3 separate regions of the Mus musculus genome follow, and all the other regions are linked to region 1. A link is a contact called in public HiChIP or PLAC-seq data. All regions are on one chromosome and are shown on one strand. Each heading gives the region's core, a stretch centred on a gene start, on an enhancer-like site or on the middle of the called end of the contact. The rest is flanking DNA. Distances are from core to core; before and after follow the strand shown.

Region 1 (4,238 bases), core at 1,039-3,538:
GGCTCAATTCCCAGGGCCAACATGGCATCTCACAAACATCTGTAACTCCAGTTCCAGGGACTGTGACACTGTCACACAGACACACATATAGGCAAAACACCAATGAACATAAAACAGAAATAAATCATTTTTAAAAGACACTGTAAAAAAATATTCTTTATTCTCAAAACAGAGAAAAATCCCTCAAGTGTTCTCTAAAACCAGCAGTTTTAATTATCTGGCTGCTATCTCAGTAAATTTCTCAACAATATAAACACATGGTCTGGTACTGCACTGAGTAAGAAATGTTAGCTCTGGTATGGTAGTATGCATCTTTAATCCCAGCACTCAGGAGGTAAAGGCAGAGAGATCTCTGAGTTCTAGGCCGCCCTGCTCTACAGAGTGAATTCCAGGAACCCAGGGCTACACAGAGAAACCTTATCTTGAAAATATCCCACAAAACAGTTCTCAAATGTGTGTGTGTGTGTGTGTGTGTGTGTGTGTGTGTGTGTGTGTGTGAGAGAGAGAGAAAGAGAGAGAGAGAGACTTTTTAAAAGACCAAGTGGAAATAAAATCAATCAAGCTGGCATGAGAACAAAAATCTGATAATACTGATAAATATCTTAAAAAAAAAAACAAAAACAAAAACAAAAACAAAAAAACACTTTACCAGTAACTGCTGGATCTGAAAGGCAATAAATAAGGCATCTCCTCGGGAGATGGCTGAGTCAGTAAAGAGTTTGCTGTGCAAGTGTGAGGGCCTGACCTCAGAGCCCCAAAACTCATACCTAACACAGGGATCAGATCACGCTCCTGTAATCTCAGAGAGGACACAGGAGGCAGACACAGATGGAAGTTTTCAGGCCAACTAGCCTGTCCTACATGGCAACTTCTCAGGCCTGTCTCAGAAGACTCTGCCTCAGAAACAGTGACAGGAGGGGCTTGAGAGATGGGTCTGTGGTTAAGAACACGTGTTGTTCTTGAAGAGAACCAGTGGTCAGTTCTCGGCACCTACAAACCATCTGTAACTAGTTACAAAGGAAAAGATCCCATGCCCTCTTCTGGCCCCCACAGGCACTACATGCATGTGACACCATAAAATACGTTCAGGCAAAACACCCATACCATAAGAATAAACCCCTTTAAAAAAATTAAAACTTCATAATGACAAATACCATAAGTAGGTCTCACTAGCCACTAGCCACTAGCCACTGCTTTCTACCAGTTTCACACATCTGTACTGGTGATGATCACTTACCTGTCTGTGTCTCGAGTCTTAAAACTTTCAGTAATCCATCCTCACCGCCACATGCTATGAACCCTTGGTCCTTGTTCCAGGATATACATTTCAGCTTCACATTATTGGGAACAGCAATCTGTAAACACGAATCACAGTGATGCTAGCTTTTCACGAAGGAGTTGGAGGATCTCCATCCAGGAGATATAGACAGGCAAACATCTTCCAAGAAGAAACCTGCCCGAACTTGTCGTAGCCCATGTTACCAATCCCAGCACTGAGGCAGAAGGGTGGAAAGTTGGAAGCTGGCCTGGGCTACACAGCAATATCCTGTCTCAAAAAAGAGCATGAAAAAGGGAGAGAGAAACAATAACGCCCTGCAGCAAAATGAACTATTATGAAAATGGCTGTGGTCTTCTTAAATGTTCTGAGCCCTAGCATTCTGTAAAGAAGTGCACATAAAGGAAGGTGATTGCCAAGGAAGCGGGCGGGAACGGGGTGGGGGTGTCTGAACTGAGGCGGGAACTGAGACATAAATTCGTATCGCTGCTGCTCTTACTTCCTTTCCCACACCACACTTATATTTCTCTCTTAGGGCAGACTGTCATAATCTACCTTCTGGATCAACAAGTAGCAGAGGAAAGACCACCAGCGCTTGGTGATCACTTTTTATCACTGAAAAGAAACTTGGCATGACTGGAATGTGGAAGAATCCTGAGAAAGAGCTGCTGGCTCTGCCAAGGACTACCGGAGCACAGAGACCTGTGAGAGGAGATAGGTGACAGGAAGATGGAGAAGCTGCCTGGCAGCCGCCTGCAGTCCCGGGAGAATGCGGGCACCGGCGGGCTACAGGAATGGAGGCGGCGCGACGGCGGTCCCCAGGAGAAACTCACTTTCTTGCTCAGGTAGAAGAACATCGTGGGAACTCGGAGAAGACGACCCACAGCGGTCAAGGCACGCTAATATATAACGGGTTCTACACCTCCATTTGCGAGCACTGGTGGATCGGAGAAGCTCCCGTCGCCTGGCAACCACCGCCGCCCAGTCGCATCCGGGGCGCTTAGAGAACTTCCGGCGTGGCCTCCCGCCCCGTGTTGGTCGTCGTGCGCCTGCGCGGGCGATGGGGCGGCTGTGTAATTGGTGTGGGGTGAAGTTGATCAGTTCTTCAATGCCTTGGCTTCGAGCCTTTCTGCTCTCAGTTTAGCGATCTGCCATGCGTATCTCTCCCAGCGCCGTCCCTTCATCCCCGCCGCTGTGTTACAACATCACGCTAATAGTCGTGCGTCAGGAGTCAGTATAAGCTAAAGGGAGCCCCTTCCAAAAAAGGTCTCAGGAGTTCTGTGTTTTCTCTCTAACCGCTCCACCCGACCCCGACCAATATTCTTGAAAAGAACGTCAGTTGTTGCATTTGGTAGGCTGGCACCATCGGACAAATAAAAAATGGCAGTGCAGATGTGCATTTTGAGGACTGCCTTCTTTGAGAGAACTACAGAGCCCTCTGAAGCAATTTAGGAGTGGGCACTATTATTTTGCGTTGGATTAGGGTTCTTATGGCTGCGACAAAACACCATGACCAAAAAGCAAGGTGAGGAGCTTGAAAGGGTTTAGTTGGCTTACACGTCCATACTGCTGTTCATAATCTAAGAAAGTCAGCAGGAACTCAAACAGGGCAGTAGAAACCTGGAGGCAGGAACAGATGCAAAGGCCATAGAGAGTTTTCTTATAGAACCCAGAACCACCAGCCCAGGGATGGCCCTCCCCAATCAATAACTAGTTTTTTAAAATGCCGTACAGCATTTCAGATAACTCTAGTTTGTGCATCAAGCTGACATAGGACTAGCCAACACAGAATCCTTAAAACACCTTAAAAATTATGTCAAGGGTCCTTGTAATGGGAGTAATATGACCTTTGGGTCATTAAAGCTACAACTACATTGTGGCGTACCCTCCCGTTTCAAAATATGTGAGGTGTTAGAGCTTTTCTATCCAGAGAGTGATTTTTCTATATTTCTCTTAACTTTTTGTACATCTTCCCTCGTGTGTGCATGTATGTGGAAGCACATGTGCAGACCAGAGACCTACATCATGTACCTTCTTCAATAACTTGCCATCTCATTTTCTGAGGCAGGATATCTCCGTAACCTTGGAACTTACAGTGTGGGCGAGACTGCCCCGCCAATGACCTCCAGCATCGCTTGATCCCCTCTCAACACGGGGGTTACAGGTGCAGCACAGCTAACCAGGCTTCTAGGAGTGCTGGGGATCCAAACACTTGTCCTCATGTTTGCAGCAAGCACTTCACCCACTGAGCCATTTTCCCATGTCCCCATTGTCCTTTGGGGTATCCTGATGTTAACAAAGTTCCCAAATCTAGACATTCAGGTGGATCCAGTCCTGTGGAGGTATTTGGTCTCACCCATTTTTGTGTTATTTTTGGTTTTCCTTTTTAACATAATCTGCAACTATCAATATTGGCTCATATATCCTAGTGTGCACTTCATACAGAAGTGTTAAGTTCCCCACTTGAGTCTTCCCTACCACAAGCACACAACCTTTGAACCCTTTGACTTCAGGCAATTGTCTCACCACATCTAGAAGTTAAGGGTCCAAGTGTTTTTTATTTCAGTGTGGATGTTCCTCAAAATCAAACAACAACTAAAACCTAAAGATAGATCTACCATATTATCCAACCATGTCACTATCAGGTACATACCCAAAGAATCGGAAGCAACATAAAATAGAGATGCCTGTACCCCTGTGTTTAACACCACACCATTTACAATAGCCAAGTGGCACAGTCCATTCATAAATTTAAAAAGTGGCATGTGGGGCTGGAGAGAGAATGTTCAGTGGTTATGAGCACTGACTGTTCTTCCAGAGGTGAGGGTTCAATACCCAGCAACCACATGGCACCTCACAACTGTCTGTAACTACAATTCCAGACATACATGTAGGTTGTGTGAGGACCTGACACCCTCACCACACAAACATACATGCAGGCAAAACACCAATGCAATACAAA
Region 2 (4,238 bases), core at 1,128-3,627, 130 kb after region 1:
TGCTACAGGCTAACATCTGCCTCTCTCTCTCTCTCTCTCTCTCTCTCTCTCTCATGGATCCTTGGAGTCAGTGGGTCTGAATACTGGCTGACTGTGGGAATCACTCAGGGAGCCTTGGCTCACCCCAAAAGAAACAAATTGAAACAAAGTCAGGGCCTCTCGAGGCAGAGCGAAGCCTTGCTTTAGATTTCTGCAAGCACCTGAGCATACCATGTATGTGGGAGTTCCTGCAGAAGCCTGAAGGGGGCTCTGGAATTTACAGCCTTTTGTGAGTCACTCAACATGGATGCTGGGAACCAAACTTAAGTCCCCTGGAAGATCAAAACTGCTCTAACTACTGATCCATCTCTCCAGCCCAGATTATTACATCTCTCCACTCCATCTCTGTAAGCCCTCAAGTGCCTGACATACAGTGTGGAGAAGGACTGACCCAAGTATAACAGTTGTTCTGAACCTTTTATCTCTGAGCCGAACTGCATACATTTCTATATCAGTGCATGGGCAACATGGTCCCACTCAGACAGCCATATGCAGCTCCAACACCATCCCCTTTGGTCACATTTTCTGACCTCTAAACTGGTAGAGGTCTCTCTCCCTACCACATACCATTGCTGTCTCTCCCAACCTTGACTGCATCATCTATCACAGGAGGCCCAGGCCCAATGTGCACCGGGTGAGTGACTGCTTCTGCTGACCCTGACTCGGGCAGTACCACTCACACTGAGCTATGCATTAGTACATGCTATGATACACCCACGCTGAGTTCATTCATCCAGCTCTGAGCCAGATACTGTGTTCTCCATTCTCTCCTGATGCTTGCACTATTGGGGAAGTGTCCCAGATTGATTCTCATCTGTATGTAAACAATGAGGAAATGCTATGGCATGGTACACCAAGGGAAAGAAGCTAAACGCAAAAGGTCAGAAGTTCTGTGTTTGTGTGGGATGTGGGGAACCAGCAAATGCGTAGAGGCAGAAAGTAGATGAGTGTTTACCTACGGTCGTGAGGAGGGTGAGGTGGAGACTCTGCTATTTGCTATGGGGCTCTTTGTGGGGAGGGCAGAAATGTGGACCTGGATAGTGGTGATGGTTATACAACTTGTAACTATACTAAAATCATGTAATTGTGTGCTTTCAAATGGCGAGTTTGATGGTATTTGAATTATATCATAATTAAAAAGAAATATCAGTTGACAGATTTTTTTTCCTTCTGCACTCTATTCTCAAACTTTAAACTTTATTATTATTTTTTCTTATTCCAAAGAGCCACCTGGAATACTTACTTGAAGTGCGGGTTCCTGGGCCACTCTTTGGCTGCTTCACATTCAAGGGCTGGGCGTAGCCCAGGGATCTGCCTTCCCTCGCTATATTCTAAGTATGGCTTCCCTGTAGCCCCAAGGCTCGGGTGAGAGAATTTTCTGAGCAAACCTCAGAACCTCAAAAGACAAATAAAATTCTTTAACCTATTATTTCGGGGGGTGGGGGGATGCTGAAGCTTTCAAACACAACCCAAACTTTGTTTTTCGTCTGCTTCTTATTAAAAACAGACGGGAACCTAAAGAAAGCCCGTCAGGGGTAGGTAATGAAGTGGTCCTGATCACAGAAAAAGAGCAGAATGGAAAAACTGCCTACAGCAAACCACAAAAAAAAAAAAAAGTCTTCTGCCTCCAGTGCTCAACAGAGCCATTCAGAGAAAAATACCTCAGCGGCCACAAGAGAACTTAATTTGGGGAAGGGGAACAAAAATGAGTAAATCAAGCTTGGTGCCCCCTTGTGCAAATGCGCACTTACAGATACCCACCCACTCCCACGGACTCAAAACTCTAAGCTTTGCTGCACACTCCCTGATTGGGGCTTTCTTTGGGGTTACCAGGAAGCTGAGCTGTAAATCGGCGTTAGAATGTGATCAAAAGCGATGTCTGCATGCAATTATTTTGTTTTGAGACCAGAGCTCGGAGGCAGTGCCTTTAAAGTCCTGGCATGGTCACGTGAGGGGCTCTCTCGTACATACACATGTATGACTTTGGTCCCTGACAAAGAGACAAGACAAAGGCCTGAGTTTCCTCGTTGTTGTCTCTTTGTTTCCAGTGCTGTGTGACCCTTGCAGCTAGAACGACCCTCTCCTCCATTTCCTTGGCCGGTCCTCACCCACTGCGAGAGGAAGTCTCTCACTCATAACCTCTTGCCCCGAAAGTAGCAGTTAGTGTAATTTGAGTACAGATATCCCTTGCTTAACAGAAATTCACTTAACAAAACTCTAAATTGAATAAGGGGTAAATGAAAGGAAATACCATTGGGGAGGCCTGTCTACTGAGCTCCGAGGACTATGCTGAGGCAAGTTCACAGAGACCAGAACCCCCACATGGAGGCGTTATGGTGCGCTGGGCTGGAGCAAAGAGTCTGGAGTCCCCAGTGGTCACAAGGTTAGGAAGTGGCACTATGAAGGGACAGCATCTGGCTCTAACAAATCTCACTCTGCTGAGGCTCAGCAGTGAGCTAGAAGGCACAAGCAACCTCATCTCACCCTCTGGCCCCCAACTCCGGCCACCAGGATGTGCTAGCTCCTGGGTTCCTTGGGGGGATTAAATGACATGTGAAGGTGACACACTTGGTGTAGTAACTGGCACCTGTGGAGGGTGCATGAAGTACCTACTGGTGTTCCTTCCTCCAGATAGAACCACTGTCCTAGAGCCGTGTGTGTGTGTGTGTGTGTGTGTGTGTGTGTGTGTGTGTGTGTGTGATTCTTTTTTGTTGAGAAGCATTTCCCATCACTTCACTGGTCTTTCCACTGTTGGAGGAAGAAGATGAAGGTCCACAGGGGTTGGGAGAGGGGGCTGAAGCTCTCGCTTTGCAGTACAGATCAGAAAGAACATAGGATAAGGCCTGCCACCTTCTAAGTTAGCTATCCCTGCACTCCTCAGCACTGCCCTCTGTAAAATGGAGGAAGGCTTGTGAAAATTAATATAACATGTTTGGGCCCAGTTAGGAGGCTCAGCAAGTCAAGGAACTGCTACTCGACAACCTGAGTTTGACCCCCCAGGACCCACAGGGTGGGAGGAGAGAACCAACTCTTGAAATTTTCCTCTGATTTTCATATCCATGCAGTGGCTATGTGCGCATGCACACCCTAAATAGGTAAATGTAACTCAAGTGTTTAAGTGTTTAATGAAATAAATATATGTTACAGTATTTAGAAAAGGAACCTGAGAGAGTAGTTCTAGACTCTAGGTCTATTACAAGTCTATTCTGTCATAGCTGGCTTGCTAAAGCCACTGCCATCTGTGGTACGTGCATGCGAGATGGTCAGACTCGGGGCATCAGATGGTGCCAAGTCCACCCGGCCTACAGACAGCAGGCATAGGAGCCAAGTGTTACATTCGGGAATGGAACTGCCAACAATGTCACACTGTGGTGGTGGCAAGCCTCGTACCCTGAGTCACAGGCTGTGATCTAGGCCCCTGAACACGGGGGCAGGTTCACCTTTTCTTGCCTCCCTGGACCTGTCTGTCCCTTAGAAGCCCTGGCTCTGCCCTGCTTCAGCTTCTGCTCTCGCCCTGCCTGCCCTTTCTAGCCCAACTCATTAACTATGAGGAGGAAGCCCTACAGGGAATGAGACTTCGATAGTTCATAGCAGATCTCCATAGCCCAGAGCAGTGCCTGGACCACAAGCAAATGAATGAATGAATGAATGAATGAATGAATGAATATCTCCGACTCCATGCCACCCTTTGCTTCTTTTCTTCATCCTTCTGGAAGCCTCCTCCTCATTAGATGTTCCTCTCGCTGACTCCTTTGTTTCTTTATAGTATGTAGGGGACAGACAGGCACAGCTAGTGTTACTGTGTATCAACCTGTCTCAGTAGTGTGTTGTCTACACACTGAAGGCTTTTGGTGACCCTCATTAAGCAGGCTCATCAGGACCATCTTCCCCAGCCGCCTGTGCTCAGCCTTACATCTCTGTCATACTGCAGTAACACTTAATACTTTAAACTTCCTCATTCTAGTGATGTCTGTCATGGTGATTTGTGACCAGTGTTACCGTTTTAATTGTTTTTGAGGCAGCAAGAACCACAGTTGTATAAGACCACAAAGATGATAAACATCACGTGTGCCCTGATTTCTCCACCGACAGACTGTGCGCCACTCTCCTTCCTCTTTGCTCAGGCCTCTGTTTGTAGAGACACAAGAGTATTGAAATTAGGTCACTTGATAACCCTGCAATGGCTTCTAAGAGTTGTT
Region 3 (4,238 bases), core at 513-3,012, 110 kb after region 1:
AGCTATGACAGTAAATGTAAAGGAGGTCTGAACCCAATATATACAGAGGGCATTGCTGAGGCCATCACCACACAAACCTGGGCTCCAGGGTGCTTGCTAGCCATGCAGAAACGTGTCTCTAAACTGGTCCTGATGCCTGAAGACCCTGTCTTTCTGCTCAGTTCTCCTGTCCTCACTAACCACACACATAGACACGCAGGCCGTCTCTGCAGGCATGCACGCGCATGCACACATGCACACACACTCACTCACGCACGCACGCACAGCGACACATTTCACACCTTCTCCCAACCCTGCCTCTGCCCGGTCAGTGACCCCAGTGCACAGACCTTTACAACCACCATGACACTCCTAGCTTTAGGACTCCTCTGCTACTTGGAAGGAACTACAGTATCTAGAAACTTCTACCTCCCCCTCCCCCACCCCCTCCCCCAATTATAACCTTAAACACAAAGCAGTATGAGGGGGATGCAGGCCAAACGGCATATTCTACATAATAGCTTGGTTTGGGTAGATGTCTTGGAAGAAGAGGCTGCCACCTGGGCCTCAACGAAACATGGGATAGTGAAAACGATGAAAGATTTTGCAGTTTTTGGTTTTTTGTTTTGTTTGTTTTGTTTTTGTTATCTTAAAGACACGATAAATCTGGCCTTTCAGGATGCACTCACAGCTGACCTGGCTTCAGGTAGTGATGCATCCAGAGTCCAGAGAAATGTCCATAGCGCTTTGTATCTGCTCCTGTTTCCCAAGTACATTCTTACCAGATCAGAGACCAAACTGACTTTAGCGTGGAGCATCCTCAAGAGCGCCACCAGAAAAATCGTCAAGGACTTTGATTGGCCCAGTATGAAGGCACGCGTGCAATTCGGAACCAATCCTTATGACTAGAGACATGGAGTTCTCTGACTGGCCAGCTCTGAGCTGTGTACCTACTTCTCCGGCGGGCCAGCTCCACTGCAGGGGATGGGCATAAGGGAGCAGGCTCTGTTGTTATTAGCACAACTGGGGTGGTAAAGCAAACAAACAAAACCCCAAATCAATAGCACTCAAGGACCTCTGCCTTGAATAACAGTCCTCCCTTTGATACTTCACACTTCTTAAGCTCCAGTATAAAGAATGTGTTCAGCTTGTTTATCAGGAGATAACGCTAAGCCCAGTGTTCCTATCACTGAGTTAGTTTCACAGTAGGGAAATAGCACATCCAGATGTTACACATGATTGCTCTGTTCTCTTGTAACAGGAACCAAGAATCCTGTGGAGTCCCTTGAGCCATTTATGCTAGCTCAGTGGTTCTCATCCTTCCTAATGCTGTGGCCCTTTAATACAGTTCCTCATGTTTTGGTGACCCCAACCATGAAATTATTTCATTGCTACTTCCTAGCTATAATGATACTGTTACAAGTCGGAATGTAAATATCTGATATGCGACCCCCACAGATTGAAAACCACTGGGCTGCAGCGATGAATTTGGAGCTCCCAAATAGAACCTTCCTTGGAAGACCGGGTAGGCCAAGGGTGTTGTTTGTTGTTGTTGTTGTTGTTGTTGTCTGTACTCCTTGAAGGTGACTTTGAGCTGGAGAATGATGCAGGGGGCTGGCTGGCTGCCCAGCTCCACCTCTGTGAGTTGACCAAGCCGCTGAAGGTTAGGCTCTGGTGTCCTTGACACTTCCCAGCAGGATTCTGATGCTAAGGCCTGCGTTTCAGTAGGAAAAGGTCATGCCCTTCAACCTGCCTCAGGGAGAAGTGAATCAAGCGAGCAGCTTTACCTGCCTGCCCAGGCAAGTCTGGGTTTCCCCTATTTTCCCTGCCTTATTATGCGGGATCCCTCTGTTGCAACCTTTATGCTTCATCCTTAGCAACCGACACCTTTTGGGATGCTTGGACACCACCTCCTAGCTGTGACTCTATCTCGGCTGGCTCAAGGATATTGGTTTAGTTACTTTCAGTGGGGAAGAGAGACTGATTTCAACTCACTGTTCAAGAACAAACCATCCATCATGGCAGAGAAGACTGGGTGCTGGAACTAGCTCTTAGCTGTGATGGCAGGAACATGAGGGTACTTTCTCACATCTCCATGGATCAGGAATTGGACAGCTTTGGATCAGAACTGAGACTGGGCCATAAGAGGTCCAGCTCTCAGCAGCCGACTCCCTCCAGCTAGGACCTGACACCTAAAGTTTCCACAGCTGTAACAGACAGCACTACCAGCTGGGGACCAATTGGTCAAATACATGAGCCTGTGGGACTTTCAGATTCAAACCATGTCAGATACCTTTCCCACAACCCTCCAGAGTACAGTGTCTTTGTCCAGTGCAGGCTCTTGTCACTGAAATGTTCCTACACGATGCTTCTCACACTATGGGCCCAGGGACTTCTAGAAAAAAGACTTTGCTCTTCTCCTTAATGTATTCCTGTGAATCCATCAGTCATTTATGGATTCCTACCCATTACATGCCAAGGGCCTGTTAGAGGCAGAAAGCTTTCCCTGGAGTTGTGTGTGGTCCAGTAGAGCAGACAGGCATAGAAACAGACAGTTATGACACAAATGGATAGCGGTATGTGCTCTGTATTGTGAGGGCTCAGAGAAGCACTAAGTCTGTCTTGGGCAGGGGTGAGCATAGTAAGGATGGGAGTAATGGAACGGAAGTCACCTCATGTCATCACAGCCAGAGTCTACAACAACTGCTTCATTCACTCAGGTATTTGTTCTCATTATTCTGAAGTGCTTTAAAAGAGTGTCAAATTCCAAAGGTCTACTTCATGCGCCTCCCCAGAGGAACACCCTATCTTACTTACTATCTTAACAAATTTGTACACATACATGCACACATACACACAGGCACACACTCTCTTACATGAGTGGTCACACAATAGTCATCCCTTTTCTCATTTGACACCTTGAAGCTCATTCCAAATCACGAGGAACATTCCAGTCAACTGCATAGTATTAGCATAGAAATGCTCTGGTCAGCCAGTTGCCTATAGTGCTGGATACTGATTTTTAAATTGCTTACTATTACAAATATTATATCATAAATAATCATGTATATGAATTATTTTTCATGTATACATAGACACAGAAATGTTGGATTAAGGACAGATTCATATTAGTTTTATCTACCTGGTATCTAACACCTAACTCTTAAAAACATATGATAGAGCTTTATCAAGTTTTCCTTCTAATCTACAATTAGCATAGCCCTTTGCTGTGGCCAGAAAACCCAGGCAGCCTCGAGGAGCTAGAGGAGGAGGCAGCAAAAAAAAAAAAAAGAGGAAGAGGAGGATAACACTTCATTTCATGCTTGATCTTTGACAAAATAACTAATTTCCCCTTTTCTCTTTTAACTATGTTTAATATTTATAAAAATTCAAAATTATTTAATATAACTAGCATATTTTGCATAACCTTAATTAACATTTTTAATTGCTATGATGAAACACTATGGCCAAAAATAATTTGGGAAGGAAAGGGTTTATTTCATCTTAGAGTCCCTCATCACAAACCATCTCTGAAGGAAGTCAGGGCAGGAACTCAAGTCTGGAACCTGCAGGCAGGAGCTGATACAGAGACCATGGAGGGTGCTGCTTACTGACTGGCTTGTTTCTCATGGCTTACTCAGCCTGCCTCATTAGACACCGCAGGACTACCTGTCCTAGGGTGGCACTGCTCACGATGGGCCAGGCCCTCCCCACCCATCATTCACTAATCCACAGGCTTGTGGACAGACAATCTTATGGAGGCATTCTTCTCCATTAGGAATTTCCTCTTCTCACACATATTAAACTGACAAAACCCAACCAGCATAGTATGTAAATATATCCATCTTAAATATGTAAACATATAGGATAATATTGTACAATGAATAAATAGTATAAATCTTCTTACATTTTATACAACACAGAATTGATTTAAATTTATTTAGGTTTATGTGTTATATGCATTTAAATGTGAATACATAACTTGGCAAGGTGGCATACTGTGTGAGGATTACGCACAGCTATGTTGAGACTACAGAGGGCAGAGTATGTCTGAGAGGACACTCACAGAGGGAAGGGAGCCTGAAGGTGGAAAGCAAGAAGCCTAGGTTGGGTCCCGTTATCCGAATCCTGAGTGCGGCTTGCCCACAGTTCAGCACAGAGTGTCTCAGGGGCAGGATCCCACGTAAACCATATTTGCTTCAGTCTGCTGGAGTAGGATGGGCTCTCTTGCTCCTTGCCTTTCACAGAATCTCAACCGA

Evidence for each region. HiChIP or PLAC-seq counts read pairs in DNA pulled down with a chosen protein or histone mark.
Region 2: a contact with region 1 is called in an H3K4me3 HiChIP or PLAC-seq map of embryonic limb bud, with 2.1 times the contacts expected there. The contact joins the enhancer-like site here to the promoter of Wdr35 in region 1. A contact is called at or near these places in 1 of 39 promoter capture datasets (cranial neural crest), 4 of 115 datasets of contacts at active chromatin or transcription factors (embryonic limb bud, embryonic stem cells and neural tube) and 2 of 9 other capture datasets (adipose tissue and liver).
Region 3: an RNA polymerase II HiChIP or PLAC-seq map of embryonic stem cells shows a contact between it and region 1, with 12 read pairs. The contact joins the enhancer-like site here to the promoter of Wdr35 in region 1. A contact is called at or near these places in 3 of 39 promoter capture datasets (the 3T3-L1 cell line, embryonic stem cells and maxillary cranial neural crest), 7 of 115 datasets of contacts at active chromatin or transcription factors (bone marrow-derived macrophages, craniofacial prominence, embryonic limb bud and 3 more) and 2 of 9 other capture datasets (adipose tissue and liver).

The regions. Positions count from the first base shown.
Region 1 is chr12:8,972,051-8,976,288 of GRCm38.p6, reverse strand. Wdr35 (WD repeat domain 35) reads right to left here and starts at 2,288. Exons shown (of 27, transcript NM_001159527.1): 1 at 2,110-2,288; 2 at 1,238-1,355. The coding sequence starts at 2,133.
Region 2 is chr12:8,844,775-8,849,012 of GRCm38.p6, reverse strand. No RefSeq gene overlaps it. Among named protein-coding and RNA genes, the nearest start is that of Gm33418, 16 kb to the right of the region's middle. Within about 2 kb of position 2,377, at least 69 of the 459 cell types and tissues checked have an H3K27ac peak or open chromatin away from gene starts, as enhancers often do. A contact at or near this core is called in embryonic limb bud, where this site is marked.
Region 3 is chr12:8,866,320-8,870,557 of GRCm38.p6, reverse strand. No RefSeq gene overlaps it. Among named protein-coding and RNA genes, the nearest start is that of Gm33483, 11 kb to the left of the region's middle. Within about 2 kb of position 1,762, at least 10 of the 459 cell types and tissues checked have an H3K27ac peak or open chromatin away from gene starts, as enhancers often do. A contact at or near this core is called in embryonic stem cells, where this site is marked.